2 separate regions of the Arachis hypogaea genome follow, and region 1 is linked to region 2. The links are chromatin contacts, called in public Hi-C maps. All regions are on one chromosome and are shown on one strand. The core of a region is the stretch at or near the end of the contact, and the rest is flanking DNA. Distances in the headings are between cores, read along the strand shown.

What was found. Hi-C and Micro-C count contacts between places; a contact is called where the count stands out from the background.
Region 1: a Hi-C map of leaf shows a contact between it and region 2, with 5 times the contacts expected there. The contact joins the promoter of LOC112775801 here to the promoter of LOC112775038 in region 2. A contact is called at or near these places in 2 of 8 Hi-C or Micro-C datasets (leaf and an unstated tissue).

The regions. Positions count from the first base shown.
Region 1 is chr19:11,974,224-11,981,078 of arahy.Tifrunner.gnm2.J5K5, forward strand. It overlaps LOC112775801, which reads right to left and starts at 5,043. Exons shown (of 9, transcript XM_025819656.3): 1 at 4,815-5,043; 2 at 4,654-4,735; 3 at 3,774-3,853; 4 at 3,202-3,304; 5 at 2,926-3,082; 6 at 2,604-2,732; 7 at 1,674-1,760; 8 at 660-704. The coding sequence starts at 4,917.
Region 2 is chr19:11,839,110-11,845,329 of arahy.Tifrunner.gnm2.J5K5, forward strand. LOC112775038 (FRIGIDA-like protein 3) reads left to right here and starts at 3,098. Exons shown (of 5, transcript XM_025818513.2): 1 at 3,098-3,272; 2 at 4,090-5,147; 3 at 5,993-6,165. The coding sequence starts at 4,100. The region is part of intron 1 of LOC112779912 (serine carboxypeptidase-like 50); the gene reads right to left. It overlaps LOC112776297 (FRIGIDA-like protein 3), which reads left to right. Exons shown (of 4, transcript XM_025820396.3): 4 at 48-725. The coding sequence ends at 467.

The DNA of each region.
Region 1 (6,855 bases), core at 3,793-6,292, 140 kb after region 2:
ACAAATCTTAGCCAGTTGATGTGATGCAGATGCACATGTCAGATGAATGACACGACAGTCAAATCCTTCTTTCAGTTTATTATAAAACATTTTTTTCAGAGAGAGAGAGAGAGAGAGAGAAACTGACAATATAACATATGAATCACATCATGTGAAGAGTGTAGTGATGTAGAAAGGTAAAGTTGATCTTGCGTCCAATTATATCTTCTTCCAAAAGGTTGTTGCTTGACTTTTATTAAACAAGGTTTGAATTCTTTTTCTGTCACTAGAATTGACTTGCAAAGAGAATGACAAAAAGCCAGAAAAAGACAAGGAATAATCCTCATAACAACCCCAGAGCAAAAGAATACCAAAATAACTAAAAGGAAATTACATTTTTAGCTCAAAAGAACTGTCCAATCACCTTTGAATAACTGTCCACGGAGAATTTGTTAAAACATGAGCAGAAACCCATAATGTAGCCAAACTATTTGGTGCATTAATCGGTTTGAGTTTTTATTTGGCAATTTGTAATTCGATGGAACATAAGGGAATGGAGTTATGAATGGCAGAATATAAAGCATTGTGCTTAAGCATTTGTCTTTAAACTAGTTCTCTTTATCCTAACTAGAACAATGTTGAGAACATTAAATCTAACAAGATACCCAGAAATCACATACCTCTTGATGGATACTAGGATCTTTCACTATCCCCCCTTTTCCTACCTGCAAAGTAAATGATATTGCAATTTAAAAATAGAAGTATTTGTTTCCACTTTATTCATGAGATTGAGTCAACAATGATAGTTATCTTATTAAAAGCATAACTCGGTTGCTTGCATCTAATTTTCTATATATGAAGAGGATTGGGGGAAGTTGTGTCCAATTTTTTTCCCCCTAAAATATCCCTTCTTTGTATACCCAAGACTTGAACCAACACTATTGGTCAAGAGACCAAAGTACTTACCAAGATCAATCAATATAACATTTGTTTACTATTTTACAGACATTGAAATAAAAAAGGAGGCATTAATTGGCTCAGTAATTGTAATGCTCCATCAATTCTAGATAGGAGATCTGTTGACACCTGTGTACATTTGGCATGTATTTTAATTCCTGTATTCTACATACACTGATACAATGGAGCTAACTCAACATAATACTGGTAACATGTTTTGAAAAGAGTGAAATTTTAATCAATTTCTTTGAAAATATTATTATTGAAGGATCAAATAGACCACGGGCTCCTGCATTTACTCCAAGATGTCTAAAAAGGAAACCTTAACAGAATCCAATTAATCCATATGCTAACTACCAAAGAAATGTCATCATAATAACAAATCTAAGGAAAGATATTCCCTTACAAATTAGAACATTCGACTCAATCTAAAGAGACCATGCAAACCATATCTAAGTAACACTTTACACTCCTTGCTCCTACCAAAATCCCTGAAATTATCTAAATAAACTGTTCCAAACTGTGGGGCATATCTTAATTCACCAAATAGACAACAAGTAACACGACGAGTAGAGATAAAAGGATAAGAGGAAAATGTGGGTGAAGAAAATGCAAAACTGTAGTTACATTTTTGTTCGCTTGCAAGATCCTATTTCGACCCTAACTCCATTTTAGTTTAACCAAGTTGAGAATATTTAGCCATAAAAATTACAGTTGGCAACACAAAAAAAAATCACCTGAGACCTACGAGCTTCAAATTGTGGTTTAACTAAGGTTACTAAGGCTGCATCCTCCTTCATGACATTAACCACAGCAGGCATGACCTATGAAGAGAATAAAAGAATGTTAGTGGGTCAAGAAGGCCAACCATGCAGGTTATTCTCAAAAAGATCAGTAGACGACTAAACATTATCATAGTTGATCCATGCTTCACTTGATTTTCTAGTTAAGAGAGTGAAGTAGTCAGCCACAAAAAAGTCTAGTGGTCCATCAATAAGAAACCAGCCTAATGTCATTCTTGTGCAAATACACATATACTCAAACTATTCATAGGATTTACATAACAAGAGTTAACATCGAGTCATTAGTGATGCAAAAATCTAAGAAGCCAAATACAAATCAACAAGGCAATTTCAAATTCTGGAAATTTAGGAGCGGAGAACAGCTTTGATTACCAATGTGATAATTGAACTGGAAGAGTTATAATAATTAACAATTGGTGCATCAACCACAGCAAAATTTGGAATCTCCATTTTTCTAAAGTAGTTTTAAACAACATATGTAAATGTACAAGTTCCTGCTTTAAAAACAAGCAATTTTGACTTGATGGCTGATGGCTTATCTACTTTCAAAGTGTGTGCAAGATTTAGCTTACATACCATTTTCAACTTTATAACATAGCATCATAACATGTCTGACCAGTTTACTGTCCAACAACAAAATCAGAATGACATGAAGCAGTCACCAGTCTACCAAAAACCATACGTCTGAGACAAATATTTAACAGTTTTGGTTATATCCAAAACTCAGAAGAAGGGATGAAACAGACCAGTAAACTGGCTACTTCCTGTTTCAACTGGCTGGACCAATCCAATTTCCCGAAACAGAAATGCTATACCCCGTAATAGGAGAAATTGAGTTACGTTTGATCTGTTTTCAGAGCTTACCAAGAGAATAGAGATGAATGAAAGGTCTAAAGTCACCAAATCAACATTTTGGGGGAGTTCTGTAAGATATCTTAAATTTGTCCGCTCTATAATAGATACTCGATCATCTCTACGAATTTTCTCAGCCACCTAAATAAGTTAACAATCATGAACAGTAGAAAATCACCAAGCAGATTGATATGCAATAGCTGTAGGTCATATGAAAAATAAGAAGAGTGCATAGAACTTCTAAAGGGAAAATGAAACAGCATACTCCAGTAATAATGTAGACTCCAATAACCAGTTTCCACATTCACAGAACTTATAAAATAGGATGAGTTACCTGTCCATAGCCTACATCAACTCCATAAACATGTGATGCGCCATACTGAAGTAAGCAGTCAGTAAATCCTCCAGTTGACAGCCCAGAATCAAGAGCAACTTTACCAGCAACATTGACACCAAGTTGTTCAATGGCAGCTTCCAACTTATGTCCCGCCCTGTGTTGTTAAAGCCAAAAATAAAAAGGAAATAAAAAAGAAAGAAAGAATGAAACTACAGTTTCACCAAAGTTACTGTAAAGATATTTTTACAAGTAAGCAGAGCATGATGGCTTCACCTACATACATATTTCGGAACTTCGGCAATTATCTCAACAACAGCTTTTTCAGACACAGGAGTACCAGCTTTATTTACCACCTTCCCATTGACATGTACTTTGCCTACATAACATATGATTTAGTTTTTATTTAGTAGTATATTGTATAGTTTCATTTTCACTATGACAATGTTATTCATATAGATGTTTGAGTATATGAAGTCAAGGATAACACAAAATAAGAACACAGAAAGACCAAAAAAAGAAAAAAGAAAAAGAAGGATTTTGAAGATATGCAACACACCAAAAGACGGAGTGAAGGTATCATCTGAAACTTGATATCTTTGCAATCATAAGGTTACTTGATCACTTAGTTTAGAACAAATGTTTACAAAATAGAAGACTCCAATTCATCCACCAAGAAAATCTTCCATCACTAGTGAACTTTGAAATCACAAAAGACTTAGGAATTGAAGAAGTGTAACATATCTAGGTGTCACATTATTTAAATTCAACCAATTAGTACAGCTCTATTAAGCTTCCTAACAGAGCATCTATATATTGTACAGGAACTAAAAATTGAAACTAGTTACCTTGCAAAATCCATGACTGGATGATAGATCTGCTATATTGCTGATATTTTTCAAGACATATTTCATCAAGCCTCTTTTTCCTACAAAACAAAAGGAAACAGAACATTTCATCAGCACTTTATTTTATTATATTATTTTTCCTATTCCTTTCAGCAGGGATGTGGGGAGGGGGGAAGTTGATTAGTAACTAATATATGGTTAAAGCAATCCCAAGATATCCCATTACATTAAAGAAAAAGAAACTAGTGTTTAGTGATATGATATGATTCCACTGAATACCAAGGCTTTCCCTTTTCTTTTACATACAATGTTCTCTTCGTTTTTACTTAATGTTGATGCACATGATCTACAATCCTAACTATTAATTCAATCTTAAGATTTAAAAAACAAAAAGAAAAATAATGGTTCACAGCGTAGGAAAACAGAGATACTGCCAAATAGATGAAGGATGAATCACAATAAATTGCTTTCAACCTACAACTCAATTCACAAAGCACAATTACCTTAGCCAGGGACCACATAACTAATTTTTCCGACCTTTATTTTATTTTATTATTAAAAAAAGGAGAAATTCAAAATTCAGCCAATAATCATTTCTCAAACCCCTGAGAAAAGAAAGGAAAATTCAAATGTATATGCCTTATAATAAGCATAGTGCTGTACAAATATAATAAATTCAAATTTATTTGCTCTACAAAGTTGGTCAAAAATGAAAAACACCATAACACTATTACATACAACATCCACTACCACTGTTGTAGTTGCCAATATTTCAACATCATCACACACAAATGAACAAATCACATAAAGAAGAATAGCTATTAAGCCGTGAAATTTGAAAATTTAACACAAGGGTTTAAAGCAAAGAAAGCTTACTTACTTCTTCACAGGTAAAACCTTTTCTGAATTCGCAGTAGCATATCCCTTAAATGGAGTTGGAATTTGAGCGCTGACACATCTAACTGAAAAGAAAAAGAAAAAAGAAAAAAAAATGAAAAAAAAAATGTGTAAGTTGCATATATGGCTTATGCGTGGGTGTACCTGGAGAATTGAAAGTTGGGAAACGCGAAAGGATAGTTAAGGTTGTGTCACTGTGGAAACCTCGAGAGATGGTGAAAGGATGCTTCAGAAACTGTAACACCATTTCTGTTTATCGCGTTATTCTTCTATTCTCTCTCTTTCTTTCTCATTCTTCTTGCTTTTCAGAGTGAGGATTGGAACCCTGCTGCAAGACCAAAAAATAATCACTAATAAATTCACATTAAACTCCTTTTTCACAAAATAGCTTAAATAATAAATAATTATATTAAAAAAAAAATTTTATATTTAAATTTTTAATTTTAAAAATATTTATTTTATAAAAATATAATAAAAAATAATAATATTATAAAAAAAATTATTTTTTTAATTTTTTTATAAGTTTTTAAATAATTTTTTAAAAAATTATAATTTAATTTTAAAAATTACATTAAATATTAATACTACTATTTTTATAAGTAAAAAATTTACAAAAATTACTTTTAAAACTTCTTAAACGAATTTTAAATTATTTAAAAAATAAGTATTATTCTTCTTCTTATAATAATGTATTTTTTTTACCAACTTATATAAATATACAGTAAAATATATATGAAATAATATTATTAAAAATAAAAATAACATTATTTATTTTTTTAAATTTATATTTTTATCAATTGCGGACTAAAATATTATCTCAGTAAAATGAGTATGAAACTCGAGAAATTCAAGGAGGAAGAGTAAAGTAAATATGACCGCCATAATTAATTAAATTATGTTTAGAAGAGACAAATCTGATAGAACAAATATTTGCTTTTCTGAACTCTTGCTGAAGATTAACTTCAATTTCGACATTTGTAAATTCTAAATTTAATATTAAATCCAATACTAAAAAAATATTCAAAATTCTGACAAATTGCATAGCACACCCAAAATTAACAGGAAAATAAACCATAAATTTACCTTCCTAATCTCTCCAAATATGGTCACATTGTTCCATCCTTGACTTAACCAAGTTGAGTTTCACGAAATTTAATAATTTATATTTATACTATTGCTTTCACATAACTCATACATTATAAAACGATCTCAAATTATTTTTAAATATCCGAGAGTTCCAAACTATATAAAATTAAAAAATAGCCACAAACATACCATAGGACCAAACTCACTTAAAGGATTTTTTGCTTTTTATGTTCCACTAGATCACAATCACACAAATAATAATAAGTGGATATTCCTATAATCACATCTTCACATGAAAATAATATTATAAATTATTAAATAAGTTAATATATTTAACTAAATATGTTTGATTAATCATCTAAGAATTTAGAGTACCATCTTCATATATAAAGATGTTATCATATAAATATTCTCCATAATAATATATTACTCCTTAATTTTACTCTTTCATCTTAAGCTTACTATAATAATAGTTAAAAGAACAACCTCTTTTATATAATATTAGTAGTACAACAACAATCATTAATTCAAATGACAGTTGCATAAAAAATTTACAAAAAAATTTCACAAGAGCATGCATTATTCCTGGAGACAATAGAGAAATGTTTCATGGAAGTATTGTAATAAAGAGAGAGCTATCAGAATTTTTTTTATTAATTAGTTATTAATGTTTAAAAGTATGAGATAAAATATGTTGTTAGATTATTAATCTAAAAAAATAAATTAAAAACTTATTTAAAAAGCTAACAATTAGAATTCATTCAAGAATTAAATTTTTTTATATGTTTTGAAACGAATAAAAGTTAATAATTTTAATTCTAATGAGAATTCGAAATTTCACATTTACTCTATTTATAAATTAGATTATTTTTAGTTTGATTTTTAATTCCATTCTTATGATTATAGTTTTAAAAATTGAAAAACCTAAAATATCTTTACAGAAGTATTCAATTTTTTTAGTTAAGGATAAATTAGTAAAAATCAAAATCAATAATAATTCAATTATATTAAAGTTATGTATCATTTTAAATTATGGATTTAAATTAAAAATAGAATTGAATTATCTTTTTAACAGAATTATAATTTTTTTTCTTAAAAA
Region 2 (6,220 bases), core at 1,848-4,347:
ATTTGTTTTTGTTTTTAAATATTGTTAACAACCTGCTGTTAATTCAGATTGAGGTTAACGAGCGAGAGCTAGTTGCTCTTAAGGCTGTAATCAAGTGCATTGAAGAGCATAAACTTGAAGATCAGTATGCTCTTGACCCTCTCCAAAAACGAGTTCTTCAACTAGAGAGGGCCAAAGCGGACAAGAAGAGGGAAACTGAAGCTACAAAGCCTCAACCTAAGAGACCCCGCGCCAATGGCGTGGGATATGGTCCCCGAGTTACTAACTTCCCTTCTGACAAAACCTCCTATGCTAGAGTTGCTGACAGGTACCCACCACAGTATGTTTATGACCGACCTTACATGTATCCTGCACCAACTGACAATCATTGTCCTCCTCTCTTCGGTTCTGCCACGTATAACATCTCTGCTAGCCATGGAAACTACTTTGGAAATGGGTATCAGTATCAAGCTACATATCTCCACTAAGTTAGCAAGCAGAGATGGTGAATGCATGACTTTGATCCTTCCCTTTAATGTTGTAGCCTTAAGTCTTAACCCTTAAGCAGCTGTTGTATTGTATGTTGTACTTTATCAATGTAATATTTAAGGATCCTGAAAACGAGATAAAATGACATGTTAAAATTTAACTTCGCAGTAGAACATATTCTGAAATCTGATCCTCTAATGTATTATGTATGCACGATCTGTTTAATTTTTGTAAAAGACACCTTGTTGACTTGTAAATCTTTCTGATTTCTTAGTTTGTCGTTTCTAAGAAAGCGTTTCCTTTTTGTTCTTAGACTGAAAAAGATGGAGATATAGTGTGATCGTAAAAGCCTAAAAATGTCTCGCGTGTTAAATTATATTATTATTATTTTGTAGGGTTACTAAAATTGGCTTTAAAGCATTTTTGTCTATCTATATCATGTTTTGTCTTTCCAGTTTAAAGTACAGAAATTATCTTCTTTTTCTATGAAGAACAATTTTGTGATTTTTGTCACTATTGTTGCTTTTTTACAGTTCGAAATTATAGATCAGCCTTAAATACTCTTGAGCCACTACGAGACATATTTTTTATAGGATGTATGTTTAACGGTGTGATATTTACATAAATTGACATTGATATTATTTGAAATTTAATTATATATGTGAAATCAATTTGGGTTCCTGAATAATCAGTTCATTGGTTGCTTAACTAAATATGATTAAGTTACACTAAATTTTTTATTTTGGTTTTTGTTCCGATAGTTATCTGAAACTGGGTTGTTTTAGATTTAAACGTGAGGTCCAGACTTCTTTTGGGCAATGTTCGACGTCTCCTTTTGGACTCTAATGCTTAAGTTAACAAGAGTTTTAGCAAGTTTTTAGTAGATTAAGTTTTGAATATACTTAAAGGCGTCAGTGTATTTATAGTATAATAGATAACAACCTTTTAGAGAAGATCTTCCTTTGAGGGTGGATAACGGAAAGTTTGTGGAAATCTCTCTTTTAGATAAGTGGCAGATATTTTAGAAGTTAGTTATTTATTCAAATAAGTAGAGTTGAACTGCCATCGTAATGCTCGACCTCCGCGACCTCTGCGAGGTCAGATAAGTATAACAGTAGTTGAATCTCTTGAATAGACTTTTATTCATTTGGGTCTAGCTATATTTTTTGAGTCCAAATATATACATTTTTGTATAATATTATGATCGAAATTTACTCACTTAAACAATTGCATATTCTCCCTTTCAATATTAATTATTCATTACTTCACCTCCCTTAATAAAATCTCTAGTTTAAAATCTTTTCTTGTAAAATTATTTTTAATTGATAATTTTAATAGGTAAGATGAACATAAATTGGTATTTTTCTTAATTTGACATAAAAATTGATTCATCTAATAGAAAAGAAATTAATTTAATAATGAGTAAAGTATCGTTTTTGTCTCTAACGTTTGGGGTAAGTCCTAAAGTTGTTCCTAAAGTTTCAATCGTCCTATTTAAGTCCCTAACATTTCAAAACTGACTCAATGTTGTCCTGCCGTTAGGGATCCGTTAACAGAATTGACGGCGGGACAAAATTGAGACGATTTTGAAACTTTAGGAACTTAAATAGGACGAAAACGTTGGGGACAAAAATGATACATAGAAATAAATTTTAATTTTATCCTTCAATAATATCAATTTTTTACTATACATAGTATTCAATTATTTTTTAATCACATATAAGTAAATTACACTTAATCATATTACTTTCATTTTAAATAAATTAATTTTTTTTATAATTTTACTCTTAAAGATTTTTAGTTATCATGAAATATTTGTAGAATGACTAGTATATAAATTTGCAGAAAAGAAAAAAAATAATATATATACAATAAAATGTAAATTATACCTTTTGTCTCTAATGTATCAAAATTTTTTAAAATTATAAAAAAATAAATTTATTTAAAATAAAAGTAATGTGATTAAGTGTAATTTATTTAGATGTAATTAAAAAATAATTGAATACTATGTACAGTAAAAAAATAATATTATTGAAAGATAAAATTAAATTAAAATTTATTCTTATGTATTGTTTTTGTCCCTAACGTTTTTGTCCTATTTAAGTCCCTAACGTTTCAAAATCGTCTCAATTTTATTCAGTCGTCAATTCTGTTAACGAATTCCTAACGGCAAGACAATATTGAGTCAATTTGAAAGGTTAGGGACTTAAATAGGATGATTGAAACGTTAAGGATAATTTTGGGACTTACTCCAAACGTTGGGGACAAAAACGATATTTTACCCTTTAATAATTAAAATTTGTTAAAAATTAATCCTACTAGAATTTATTTAGAAAATAATTTGGAATATTTATTTTTTATAAATTTAATCCATAATAAAAGAAACTTATGATTGGATTAGGTACGTGATGAGAATAATCAGAGGAATGTTTGTCGAAGACGTGCAGCTCAGACAACACTCCGTTGTGACTAGTCAGTCCTCAGTAGTCAGTAGTAACGAGCAGCAGCTAAACGCCAAAACTAAAACGGAACGGAAAACGAAGTAACTCAAAAATGCTTTTGTCATGCACTGCGTAGAAAAAAAAAAAAACAGAAAAGAAAAAAAAAATAAAAAAATAAGACAAAGACCGCACAGTGTGCCACACACAGTGAGAGTGCTGAAAACTCTTTTCATTAAACCACACCACACTACCACCTCTTCCTTCTTCTTCTTCTTCTTCTTCCTCTTCTTTGAAGAGAGAAAGCATGGATAGAGAATTCTCTCACTCACTTTCTTAATTCATCTTCCTTCACAGATCAATCAGGTGAGCTCAATCTTACTTGCTTTTTCTCCTTCTTTTTTATTTTAATTATTATTATTTTATTTAAAAAGTAGCATTTTAATTTATTGATTGATTTTCTTGCTATCAGCTTAGATCGGCTTTCTTTGTTTCTCTGCAACAACAATCTACTCTTCTATTCTATCGTTTTCGTTTTCTGCTAGAGTTATTTCGTCGACATTGCAGTTGGCTTTCTTCTTTTTTTTTTTTTTTGTTATGGTTTTAAAATTCTGAAATTCATACCTTGGTTTTAATTTTATTATTTTTGAAGTATGTTTATTGTTCAAATTTTGGAGTATTGTCCTTTCTTTTTTTGTGTTGTGCTAATTGTTGAACGTAACTGTCTGAGGACGATTTTTCTCCTCTTTCTAAATTTAGGGTTTGCTTCTTTTTGTGACTCATTCGATCCTATACCTCCGATATGTTGTTTGTATGTTCTAGAATCTAGAATAAACCTATTATATGTTTACTCAGTTCTATATAATATGTAATAGAAATTGTTGAAATCTGCTGGGGTTTTTTTATTTAATTTAATTAATTTAATTTTTAATTTCTTGATATCTTGTGTGTGCACTTTGCAATGAAATGATTATGCAGTTTTATATGAACAACTGAATTATGGAGAAGTGCCTTAAGTTCTAGTTCATTGTCTGATTTTCAGCCTTCACTTGGATGTTATTTATAAAATTCAAACTGAAAGCGCTATAATTACACACTTGCTGAGATTGTTTTATGCTTCATTTTAGTGGCTCCCAATTAATCAACTATACGTAGCTTAATTTTGTTTTTGTGCTGCATTCAGCTTCTTTGCCATGGAAGACACGGATTCAGTTGCTACACTGATAGATTCAACAAGTTCTAAGATAAAACAGCTCCAAAAGGCATTTGCTGAACTTGAAAGCTATCGAGCTGTTACACTTAACTTGAAATGGAAAGAGCTTGAGGAACATTTCCATGGACTTGAGAAATCATTGAAGAGACGCTTTCATGAATTGGAGGACCAAGAGAAAGAGTTTGAAAACAAAGTGGTGAAGTCTCGTGAAATATTGGAGAAGCGGGAAGTGGCTGTTTGTGCCAAGGAGCAAGCTTCTTTGCAGAAACTTCAAGATAAAAGAGATGCTGCTGTGTTTGCCATTTTTAATGCCCGAGAAAAGCACAGGAAGGTTTCATCAAAAGATCTGGACATTTTCCCCGGTGGGAGTCAACGGACACCTGGAGTGGTGGAGAAACCAGTGGATTCTGTTTCCACTCCTGCTGAAGGTAACTTGGAAGATGTAAAACTTTCTCCTGAAGGTGGAAATGTGGATCTATTATCTTATCCAGAGTTGGTAAAGCTATGTAAAGAAATGGATGCTAGAGGTCTTCACAAATTCATATCTGATAACCGTAAGAATCTTGCTGCTATAAGGGATGAAATACCACATGCATTAGGATTTGCTCCTAATGCTGCCTGTTTAGTTTTAGATTCTTTGGAAGGATTTTACTGTGCAGAAGCGTCAAATCAGGATGTAAAGAAGGATGCTAACTTATTGGGCCTACGCCGAACCTGTATCATGCTGATGGAATGTTTGTACGTTTTCTTGAACAACTCAGATGGTGTCTCTAATGAACTTTCAGAAGATATCAAGGACAGGGCAAAAGCAGTTGCTGAAGAGTGGAAACCCAGATTGGATGCTCTAGATGTGGATGCTGGCAATGGGAATTCCTTAGAGGCTCATGCATTTTTGCAACTTCTAGCATGTTTTGATATTGCCTCTGATTTTAACGAGGAGGAGTTTTCCAGGTTCATTCCAATGGTTTCTCGGCGTCGCCAAACTGCTGATTTGTGTCGTTGCCTTGGGTTGTCTGAGAAAATGCCTGGTGTGTATTCGTTCATTGATAATGTTCAATATTGTCTAAAATCTTATAAAACCACCTAAGTTTTTGACACTCTGCTAATTCTCATATATGAAGAACGGAACCTCTAAAGATTGTCTTCATATCAGTATTAGATATGTTCCATGAATGATGGAAACTCCTCAAATATTTTTGGTACTAATATGTAGGATTTCTGGCAAAAGGTACTTTTGTGTCCCAAATATATTGGTGAAATCAGTCAGTCTTCTAAAGAAAATTGATAATCAATTTAGTCTCGATCAAAAAATTCTAAAACTAGTTTGGTCCTTTAAGGAGAATGAAGTCAGTATAACCCACAATCACGGTGATAATATGATTTTCTTTCCTAGAACTCTGTATTTAGTAATTTTATGTTTATTTTTTTATTTTATTATTATGACAATCTTGATGGATGTTCCCTTGCTGAATTACTGAAATGAAAATCTAAAGGAAACATGAATTGTGATTAGTTGATGTCTTGATGACTCTTCTGCTTCCCTGAAAAATGACTGAAGTTAATTGAATGGAATATGCTAATATCTTGGATGTTCATTGACAAAATGATGGATGCAAATTCTCAAATTTGATACCTAACTGATTCTCAAGTTCGATACAAGTTATTAATCTGATATATGTGTCACAAGGCTTTCTCCGTAATTAATGTATTACGGAGCAGCAGTGATCAACCCTTTTTATGTGAACAAAGAGCTTATGGATTTTAACATGCGAGTCTCTTGCATGAATCTAGCATTTGTACCAATAAGAGAGTCCAGCAACTAAAGTATTGCACCTGTTTGTTCTAATGCTGCATTCACTTTTTGGATGTGCAGGTGTGATTGAAGTATTGGTGAACAGCGGGCGGCAAATTGATGCAGTTAATTTGGCTTTTGCATTCAATCTTACAGAACAGTTTTCTCCCACGGATTTATTGAAGTCTTACTTGAAGGATGCCAAAAAAGCTGCATCTCCTTCCAGATGTGTTAACTCATCTCCCACTACACAGGTACGTTGTTGAGTCTCTGCTATATTATGGATAAAAAATATTTTGGTAGAAATTA